Regions from separate parts of the Mus musculus genome. Here region 2 is linked to region 1. Evidence: chromatin contacts called from public Hi-C data. All regions are on one chromosome and are shown on one strand. Each heading gives the region's core, a stretch centred on a gene start, on an enhancer-like site or on the middle of the called end of the contact. The rest is flanking DNA. Distances are from core to core; before and after follow the strand shown. Region 1 overlaps Slc35f2 (solute carrier family 35, member F2). Region 2 overlaps Acat1 (acetyl-Coenzyme A acetyltransferase 1).

Region 1 (4,967 bases), core at 1,065-3,564:
AAGTTATAGATTTCTCTTTTTTTAAAGATTTATTTATTATTATATCTAAGTACACTGTAGCTGTCTTCAGATGCACCAGAAGAGGGTGTCAAATCTCATTATGGATGATTGTGAGCCACCATGTGGTTGCTGGGATTTGAACTCAGGACCTTCAGATGAGCAGTCAGTGTTCTTTACCACTGAGCCATCTCTCCAGCCCCAAGTTATAGATTTCAAATGTGATGTAAGGTTAAACAACAGTAGTTGGAGCAATCAAATATTTTCCCATTCATTATTTTAGACTCATCTATTTTTATTTTATGTGTATGAGTGTTCAGCCTGCATCTACATCTACGTGCTATGTATGTGCTGGTGCCCTTGGAGGGCAGAAAAGAGAGTTTAGTCTCTTGGAAACAGAGTTATAATGGTTGTAAGCCATCATGCTGGTGCCGAGACCCAACCCTCCAAGGTCCTCTGGCAAAGTAACAAGAGATCTCAACTGCTGAGATATTTCTTGAGCCCCTACTTACTAATTTAAAAAAAAAAAAAAACCAGCAGTGATGGCACATGCCTTTAATCCCAGCACTTGGGTGGCACAGGCAGGTGGATTTCTGAGTTCAAGGCCAGCCTGGTCTACAGAATGAGTTCTAGGACAGCCAGGGCTACACAGAGAAACCCTGTCTCGAAAACCAAAAGAGAAAAAAACATGTGCAAGGTCCCATACACACATGTTCACAGTGTGCCCCGGAGGGGAGAGGACCATTTACATTTTCTTCTCTGTCACGTTGGTGTCATGTTGGTCCTAGGGATTGAAGCCAGGTCCTCAGGCTAGACAGCAAGCATCCTCACCTCCTGGGGCATTTTGCCGACCCTTCAAGTATAAGTCATTACACTTTGTTGTAAGTCACTCCCCATCCCTGATTGTCCTGCCCTCTGCCCCCTTCTCCCCTTCTTCCTTTCGTTTTCATGAAAAGTTTTAAATTCTTACAGCTGTATGCCGCTGATGATTGTTCCAAATAGTCCCACCATTCCTAAAAATTCCTGTCTGCTCAGCTTCTTCACGATGTATTCTTCACACACGTTAGACACAGCATACAGGGAAGCCCCAAGCAGGACTAAGATGTCACCAATAAGAACATCACTCCCTACAGGGCAGCAAGGCACAAAAAGAAATGTGTTGTCAATGGGTGAGCCAGGAGTTAGCAAACACTGATCATTTGAGTAAAACTTTATTGAATCCTAGCTTCTGTAAGTCTAAAGGCTCTCACCCTTACTGTCTGGCACAACACTGACACCGTTTTCACATTTTTACTCCCTGGGAGACCAACAGAGTGGAAGATGGTACTGTGTAGCATCCTGAAAGAAAGCCATTTAAAGACAGGACAAGTTCACAGACTGTAGTGCAGGGAATTTGTTAGAACTTCGGGAAAGGATGCTAGGTGAAAGAAATGGTTTTATTTTGATCCAAGGAGATACTAAGGTTATCTTGGAGATCTGGTAAATTCAGACCTGGTTTAGCATCTATATTGTGAACTGAAATATTCCAACCAGGCAGTAGTGGCACCCACCTTTAACCCAAGACAGCCAGGGATACACAGAAAAAAAAAAAAAAAGAAGAAAAAATCCTGTCTCAAAAGAAGAAAAGAAAAAGAAAAGGAAAAAGGAAGAGAGGGAGGGAGGGAGGAAGAAGGAAGGAAGGAAGGAAGGAAGGAAGGAAGGAAGGAAGGAAGGAGGGAGGGAGGGAGGAAAGAAAGAGAGAGAGAGAGAGAGAAATATACTAAAACACTCAGATCAAAACAAACAGCCAGGTCTCTTTTTTGATGGAAATGAAACACTACCACCTGAGAGTGGTGCTGAGTAGGATGTCCTCCCACTGCCGTGGGGGTGGGGGTGGGGGTGGGGGTGGGGTGGGGTGGGAGCTGAGGAAGGAGGGTTTTGAATTTTTGAGTTCAAGAAAAGAAAGGTAGGGAGAGGAAAGGATGGAAAGAAAGGAAGGAAGAGGGAAGGAAAGAGAGAAGAAACAAAGAAAAGGGGAGGAAGAAAAAGAAACAAAAGAATGCCATAAAGGGGAGAAAAGAGAGCTAGCTCAACAACAGAGGGTTTTGGAAAAACACATCCAAAGTGATTTAAGAGAAAGATGATTTCTACAAATATATTCAAAACAAAATTTTAAACACGTTTAAATGGGGAAAGGCAGCTAAACAAGAAAACAACCACCAAATGTTTAGCAGCAAATGAGAAAGTGCTACAGGAAGTGCTGAGGAAGCCAGCACACCTCACTGAGGAGGGGCCAGCCCAGCAAGCCTGCTCCCCCGCACTAGTTCACAGCACGGACTCCTGCTGAGTTCCTCTATCACCCACTTCAGTCAGTGTAACTCTGCCAGACTAACAGGTGTAAGTGATACAGTCTCACCTGAATTATCTTCTCGCCCAGCTAATATGTCTGCACCAACCATGGTCCCTACACCCAGCAGACAGACAAACACAGCAATGAAGTGGATCACTTTGTATCTTGCCCGGAGAATAAACCAGGAGAGAGCCATCAACACAGGAATCCCAAAGCAATCCAAGAGCTGCAGGGAAAAGAAAAGCACGCAGCCTCAACCACTTCAGCAGCATAATTAACAAGAGAAAGCACTTAGGGAACATTTGTTATTGCTGACCCTGAACGCAAGCACTTACCAGAGCTGCAGTCCCTCTGTGAGATTTGGGACTGCAAACCTGTTTTAGATGTGCATACAAAACCCCAAAGGCTAAAGAAAGATTAGTTGCCCCAAATTATATGGTTAAAAGTCAGGCTCGAGGTGGGGGGTGGGGGGTGGGGGGTGGAGGCTGGAGAAAAAATGGTTAAGAGCACTGACTGCTCTTCCAGAGGTCCTGAGTTCAATTCCCAGCAACCACATGGTGGCTCACAATCATCTCTAATGGGATTTGATGCCCTCTTCTGATGTGTCTGAAGACAGCAACAGTGTACTCATATATATAAAATAAAAGTAAATAAATAAATACCCCCTCCCCTGCCGCCAAAAAAAAAAAAAAAAAAAAAGAAGTCAGGCTGGGGATGCAGCTCAATTAATAGAGTGTTTGCCTAGCGGGCACAAGGCCCTGGGTTTGATCTCCAGTGCCATATAAAACAGTACTTTAGAGGCAGGAGGAAGAGCAGATCAAGGTCATCTTTGGCTACATAGCAAATTCTAGACCAGCCTGACATACACCAAACCTTCCTCGAAACAGAAAACACCCAAAGGCTGAATCTGTTCATCCTACCCAGGAGCCTCTGCTTTCCCCTCTGTTTATCTTTAAACTCGGAAGGCAGAGTTTCCTTCCAGTACATCCATTTACTCCACCAACAGACATTTAGTAAGCATGACCAGTGTCCAGGACTCTGTAAGAGGGTTTGGGTGTTCAGTTCAAGTACAAAGCACTTGTCTGGCAAGCACCGGGCCATGGGGGTGATGTGGGGCACATCATAAGAGGAGTTGGAATATAAAATTGAACAAGGTAGAAGCCCTATCCTGAGGAGCACAGACTAAACTGGACAGACACGAAATTAGACATCACAAAGTCCAATATTCAATTGTAACTGAGCAAAGTATTACCAAGTACAGGTTACAGTGAGGCAACGAACAGAAACCATCTCCCTGACAGAGAGGTCAGTTCTACCATGTGAGACATGCTTGATCCCAGCACAGACTCCTGTTCATTTTTAGCATATGTTTCTCCATCATTTGGGGTCCATAAGATACTTGCTGTAACCCCTTTAACTGCTCTTCTTATCAAACGGGGACAATGAGTATTCAAACTATAGCAAATTCAAAATCGATGGCAAGATAGGAAAAAAGAGTGAATTAAGGTTCTCAGCTCTTCTGAACAAAGAATTCTCACCTGAGGAATACCGAATGGCAGAGAAGCACCTGAAAAAATGTTCAACATCCTTAATCATCAGGGAAATGCAAATCAAAACAACCCTGAGATTCCACTTCACTCCAGTCAGGATGGCTAAGATCAAAAATTCAGGTGACAGCAGATGCTGGCAAGGATGTGGAGAAAGAGGAACACTCCTCCATTGTTGGTGGGATTGCAGGCTTGTACAACCACTCTGGAAATCAGTCTGGTGGTTCCTCAGAAAATTGGACATAGTATTACCAGAGGATCCCGCAATACCTCTCCTGGGCATATGTCCAGAAGATGCCCCAACTGGTAAGAAGGACACATGCTCCACTATGTTCATAGCAGCCTTATTTATAATAGCCAGAAGCTGGAAAGAACCCAGATGCCCCTCAACAGAGGAATGGATACAGAAAATGTGGTACATCTACACAATGGAATACTATTCAGCTATTAAAAAGAATGAATTTATGAAATTCCTAGGCAAATGGATGGACCTGGAGGGCATCATCCTGAGTGAGGTAACACATTCACAAAGGAACTCACACAATATGTACTCAGTGATAAGTGGATATTAGCCCAAAACCTAGGATACCCAAGATATAAGATACAATTTGCTAAACACATGAAACTCAAGAAGAATGAAGACTGAAGTGTGGACACTATGCCCCTCCTTAGAAGTGGGAACAAAACACCCATGGAAAGAGTTACAGAGACAAAGTTTGGAGCTGAGACGAAAGGATGGACCATGTAGAGACTGCCATATCCAGGGATCCATCCCATAATCAGCCTCCAAACGCTGACACCATTGCATACACTAGCAAGATTTTATCGAAAGGACCCAGATGTAGCTGTCTCTTGTGAGACTATGCCGGGGCCTAGCAAACACAGAAGTGGATGTTCACAGTCAGCTAATGGATGGATCACAGGGCTCCCAATGGAGGAGCTAGAGAAAGTACCCAAGGATCTAAAGGGATCTGCAACCCTATAGGTGGAACAACATTATGAACTAACCAGTACCCCGGAGCTCTTGACTCTAGCTGCATATGTATCAAAAGATGGCCTAGTCGGCCATCACTGGAAAGAGAGGCCCATTGGAC
Region 2 (4,967 bases), core at 1,838-4,337, 200 kb after region 1:
CTCCTGACTTTAAGGTATTCCAGGACCTGTGTCTACCCCCCTGGACCTCCTAAAAGTAGCCATACTCACCATTGCCAGCCCCCACCCCCCACCTTCTATTCTTGCCTGCTACATTCAGCTCTTTATGCTGTGGCGAGAGCTTTCTTAGGAAAGTAGCTGGGGATTGCATGGGCAGAATCCAGATCTTCCCATGTCTGCAGCCTCAGGTCATGGGCTTGCCTACTTCTGCTTGTCACTTTTTCCCCCCAGCATACTGGCTGGTTTTGTGTCAACCTGACACAAGCTGAAGTCATCAAAGAGAAAGGAGCCTTGGGTGAGAAAATTCCTTCATGAGATATTTTCTCAATTACCAATTGATGGAGAGGGTCCAGCCCCTTATGGGTGGTGCCATCCTTGGGCTGGTGGTCCTGGGTTCTATAAGAAAGCAGGCTGGGAAGCCTGGGGGAGCAAGCCAGTAAGCAGCACCCCTCCATGGCCTGTGCATCAGCTCTTGCCTCCAGGTTCCTACCCTGTGTGAGTTTCTGTCCTGACTTCCTTGGGTGATGAACAGCAGTGCAGAAGTGTAAGCCCAGTAAACTGTTTCTTCCTCAACTTACTTTTTGGTCATGATGTTTCATTGCAGCAACAGAAACCCTAAGACACCCAGAAGTGACATCAGAGCCTCAGCAAGCATTCCCCTACTGAGCTCTACTCTCAGCCCTCCCTGCCTTGTCCTCTCTTGTTACAATAGGCTGGCCATTCCCTGTGCCTCAGACGCCTAGTTCTCCCTAAGGCTGACTCTGCTTTTCAGCCCCATGGCCAGCCCAGAGAGGCTTTTTTGACCATGTAAGATAGATAGGCTGCAGCTACTCCGGGCTTCTTGTTTGCTGCTTTCTTAAAGTGTTACTGGGAATATGGTTTTTTCAGCCTTGTTAGTAAACATCAGACTTTGTTCTCACACATGTTTAGCACTTGCTACCCTCACTGAGATAAGTAAACAATATCTTGTCATTTACTCTTCAGGTTTTTGGTGTTGGGATTTGTCTGTGAGATCCTGTCACAAACAAACAAAACAAAACAAAACAAAACACCCCAGTGAAGTTAGCCTACATAATTTGTTTTGAAATCATTGATCTGGTTTGAGATCTCTGGCTTCTGTCTGTTGTTGCCCTGTGTCATGGAGATCCTGCAGCTTTGTTGGAAATGCAGGACTGGCCCTTTCACATGTCCCAACCTTTAGCAAATGATATATGTTTTGGGGTGGACCAACTCAGAGCCCTGGATCTGGGCATGTGTGGTAGCAGAGCTGGTCAGCTCGTCGGCTCTCCCTTATCTGCACACCAAGGCAAGCTCTTTAGCACTGGTCTGGATAGGCCACCCAGTGCCACCATCAGCAGGAGGCAAGATCAGCTCTCTTGCTCTCATGCCCTTGGGTCCAGCTCACCCACACCCCGGACACCAGGGCCGGGTCCATTGTGCAGCCAGGGCGAGGTGCAGGGCCCACTCTCCTGAGTGCGCTGCTGGTGAGAGATGGGGTGGGTTCTCCAGAGTACAGCATCCAGTGAGGGGCAGGGCCAGTTATGCCCAGCCCATGGACATTCACAGGGTCCCTGGCAACTGTCCCAACCAGGACAGCCCATGTTCTCTAGTGATAATCTGAGTCATGGACATCGATACCAACCCTGCCTAGCCACAGACTCAGACATGTCTCTCAGAAGCAACTTGGGCTGGGCTGGGACCTCACCATGGCCCCAGTTGGCAGGGCTGGCCACTCACAGCAGGCTACTCCTCTCCACACTCGACTTTGCTGTCCCATCTCTCTTTGTGATGCTCAAGCTGCTCCACTTCTGTTTCTCTTCCCATCTGACTACCACACACTTACACATTATGTTGGTTCCCACTGCAGGATGCCCACAAGGCTGGCAGGCCCCTGGGTGACATCCTTCATCCATTCTGTGTGGTGTGGAAACGAGCTGGTGTCTGTGGCCATGTGCTGGAGGGCAGGTCTGTGGGTGTCATGGTAGTCTGTAGGTCTCTGTCTGTGCTGCCTGGATTTGATTTGATTTGGTTTGATTTTTATGAGTCCTAGATATAAGACAGCTTTGCCCACCAAGCCAGGCATTGAGCTAGGATGCACAAAGGACCGCCATCTGCTCTGCCCTGACTGATACAAGAACAGCACCACCATGCATTTTGCCCATCGCTGGGGGGCAGGATGATGGTATGGATGGGTGGATGGACGATTGATAAATATATCTTTTAAAAGTATTGATACTGATAGTACTAGCATATCTGTTCGATTCCATAAAGGTATACCATTGTTTTCTGTTACATACCCAGGATGGTGATTAGAGCCACATACATATCTGGATAAAAATCCATACCTATTACTATATATGAGTATGTTTCATAAAAAATAGCTTTGCATGTGCATACGGGCAACCACCTATAATACCGGGCTTCTCTCATGTGCAGGCAATAAATTTCTTATCCCAGCATTGATAACCATAGTAGTCTGGATCTCACAGGTATCCAGACTACCATGCAATTTCTGAATCGTTTATTTGCTTTTGTTCCAGACAGTATTGACCTTGTTCAGAGCCAACAGTGATAAAGTGGCAAAGATAACAGGAAGCAAGAACAAGGAGACATTGCAGGCATGGGAGATGTCAGAGTTCACTGCATGTGGGCTGTGTGTTCAGTTACATGTTCTAGGCTAGAGTTGTTGAAGAGCATTTATGTGCTTATGGAAAGATCTAGAAGGAAGAGAGAAAGGAGATAGGAGAGTGTGTATATGGCATGAGAGCCACAGTGGACACACAGGGACCCTTCAGTGACAATGAGCCTGACATCTGCAAGACTGCTGGGACACAGTGGGACACAGCCCTGCTTTACAGCAGCTATGGGAATTATTCTGGGGTAGTACTGGGATTAGACCCAGGGACTTGGATATACTAAGCACACACACTGCCACTAAGCTACACCATCCATTCAGAAAGGGAAATGTGTGAAGAGATGTAAGACAAATTCTTGGATATTCATAGACAGGAAATAGGCACAGCTGGCCTTGCTAGGCCCTAAGTAGAAAATGACTCACCAAGGACTCTCCTGGCTCTGGCAGTGTGCCACTTCCTGTTTCTTGAGTATGTTTTTGCTATACATTTCATTCTCTACTAATTTGTGGCTTCTCTCTCTGGCTCCCCCGCCCCATCATGATTCAGCTGAAGTACCCATTGTCAACTGACCCAGGCTCTCAGGGTGCCAACCAGGTTAAGTCTAGTCTATTCTTGGTGCCACCAACTCTAGAGCTGTCTTATGGAGTTGTCTTATGGTAGCAAGGACTGGCATATTTATCATGTCAGAATTTTTATTCAGAGTTCTATTGCAGACAGTGTGAGAGTAGACAAGCAGCTTATGTATAAACAGTAGCATGGCTTTTATCGATGTAGAAGGCATGGTTGGGGAGCACAGCCATTGAACACATGCACTTGGGCCTTAGATGTGTTTATGGTCATGGCTGAGTGCACTGTCTGAAGCTCAGGAGAGTAAGAACAATGTGTATCTTCTTAATTTAATGTCTTTTTTTCTTTTCAAGACAGGGTTTCTCTGTGTAGCCCTGGCTGTCCTGAAACTCACTCTGTAGACCAGGCTGGCCTCGAACTCAGAAATCCACCTGCCTCTGCCTCCCGAGTACTGGGATTAAAGGTGTGCGCCACCACTGCCCAGCTTAATGACAGTCTTTAAGAAATGCAGATATGGGGCTGGTGAGATGGCTCAGTGGGTAAGAGCACCCGACTGCTCTTCCGAAGGTCCAGAGTTCAAGTCCCAGCAACCACATGGTGGCTCACAACCATCCATAAAGAGATCTGACTCCCTCTTCTGGAGTGTCTGAGGACAGCTACAGTGTACTTTAAATAAATAAATAAATCTTAAAAAAAAAAAAAAAGAAATGCAGATATGGGTTGGGTTTGGTATTGGGGGAACTTGATTTCAAGTCTTGCCTTGGCTACATATACATAGTAAGACCCTGTCTAAAACAATACTTTTAAAAGTATAGATATAGTAGCTGTTTCATTTCAGTCGGAATAAACACAGGCTAGTTTAATAGCAACTGGTATCAAGTATTGTGTTAATATAAGATTTCAACAGACGGATGATAGAACAGGAGCACGCTTTTCAGGGGAGCCCTGAAGTTTGAAGACCACTGCTCAGACCAAGGGACCACTCTCCGTTGAACCCCAGGGGCAGCTTGCTTATGGTAGAGGTCTTGTTGTCCTTACGGAACCCTAAGGAATATGTCCAAGTGATCCCCTCGCTTCTCGACAAGCATGCATTGCTGCTGGGGGGTAAGCCCAGGGCACGGGAGCTCAATCCCTGCAGGGCCTCAAGGGTTTGGCTGAACAAAAATAGGATCGAATAATTTTATGCATTTTGGTCATTTCTCCTGTGACACAGCAAGGACTAAAGACCTCTTCAAAATGGAAGATATATTTTGTGATGTTATCATTTTTAAAACCGGATCTTGACCGAGTTGTTTGTATAGCAGAGTTGATTGTGTGCACTTCCACCTTCACATTCTCTCACACTCTCCCTGAGGAGAACCATCTTTGGAGTCTGTCATGTCGAGCTGCCTCTGCCATACACTTCTGTCATTCACATACTTTGTGAAACCCAGTTTGGTTACCATGGCTGTTTCCGTTTATAACTCCAGTGTCAAATTTATGTTTTGTTTAATCTGAGTTTTAAGCGGAAATTTTAGATATCCACATTCAGTTAGGATAAAGTGTTTAATCTGTGAAAATCCAAATTCTTGGGTCACCTGAAAGTCTAGGCATTTGCAGGGCTGTTGATTGCTCTTCATGAGCTCTAACTGCACACTAACTGCTGCCAGCTGCTGTCTGAATGTCAGGCCTGCTGACCTCAGAGTCTAGCTGCAGATCAGCTAGGGTTTGAACTCTGCTCTACATTTTCAGAACCTCCTCTGTTGA

What was found. A called contact is a pair of places that touch in the nucleus more often than the background predicts.
Region 2: a contact with region 1 is called in a Hi-C map of CD8 T cells, with 2.7 times the contacts expected there. The contact joins two enhancer-like sites. A contact is called at or near these places in 11 of 484 Hi-C or Micro-C datasets (the BV-2 cell line, CD4 T cells, CD8 T cells and 6 more), 1 of 115 datasets of contacts at active chromatin or transcription factors (bone marrow-derived dendritic cells) and 2 of 9 other capture datasets (adipose tissue and liver).

The regions. Positions count from the first base shown.
Region 1 is chr9:53,804,203-53,809,169 of GRCm38.p6, reverse strand. It overlaps Slc35f2 (solute carrier family 35, member F2), which reads right to left. Exons shown (of 8, transcript NM_028060.3): 4 at 2,393-2,552; 5 at 968-1,124. Among named protein-coding and RNA genes, the nearest start is that of Slc35f2, 35 kb to the right of the region's middle. Within about 2 kb of position 2,314, at least 40 of the 459 cell types and tissues checked have an H3K27ac peak or open chromatin away from gene starts, as enhancers often do. A contact at or near this core is called in CD8 T cells, where this site is marked.
Region 2 is chr9:53,601,696-53,606,662 of GRCm38.p6, reverse strand. All of the region lies in intron 1 of Acat1 (acetyl-Coenzyme A acetyltransferase 1), which reads left to right. Among named protein-coding and RNA genes, the nearest start is that of Acat1, 6.2 kb to the left of the region's middle. Within about 2 kb of position 3,087, at least 115 of the 459 cell types and tissues checked have an H3K27ac peak or open chromatin away from gene starts, as enhancers often do. A contact at or near this core is called in CD8 T cells, where this site is marked.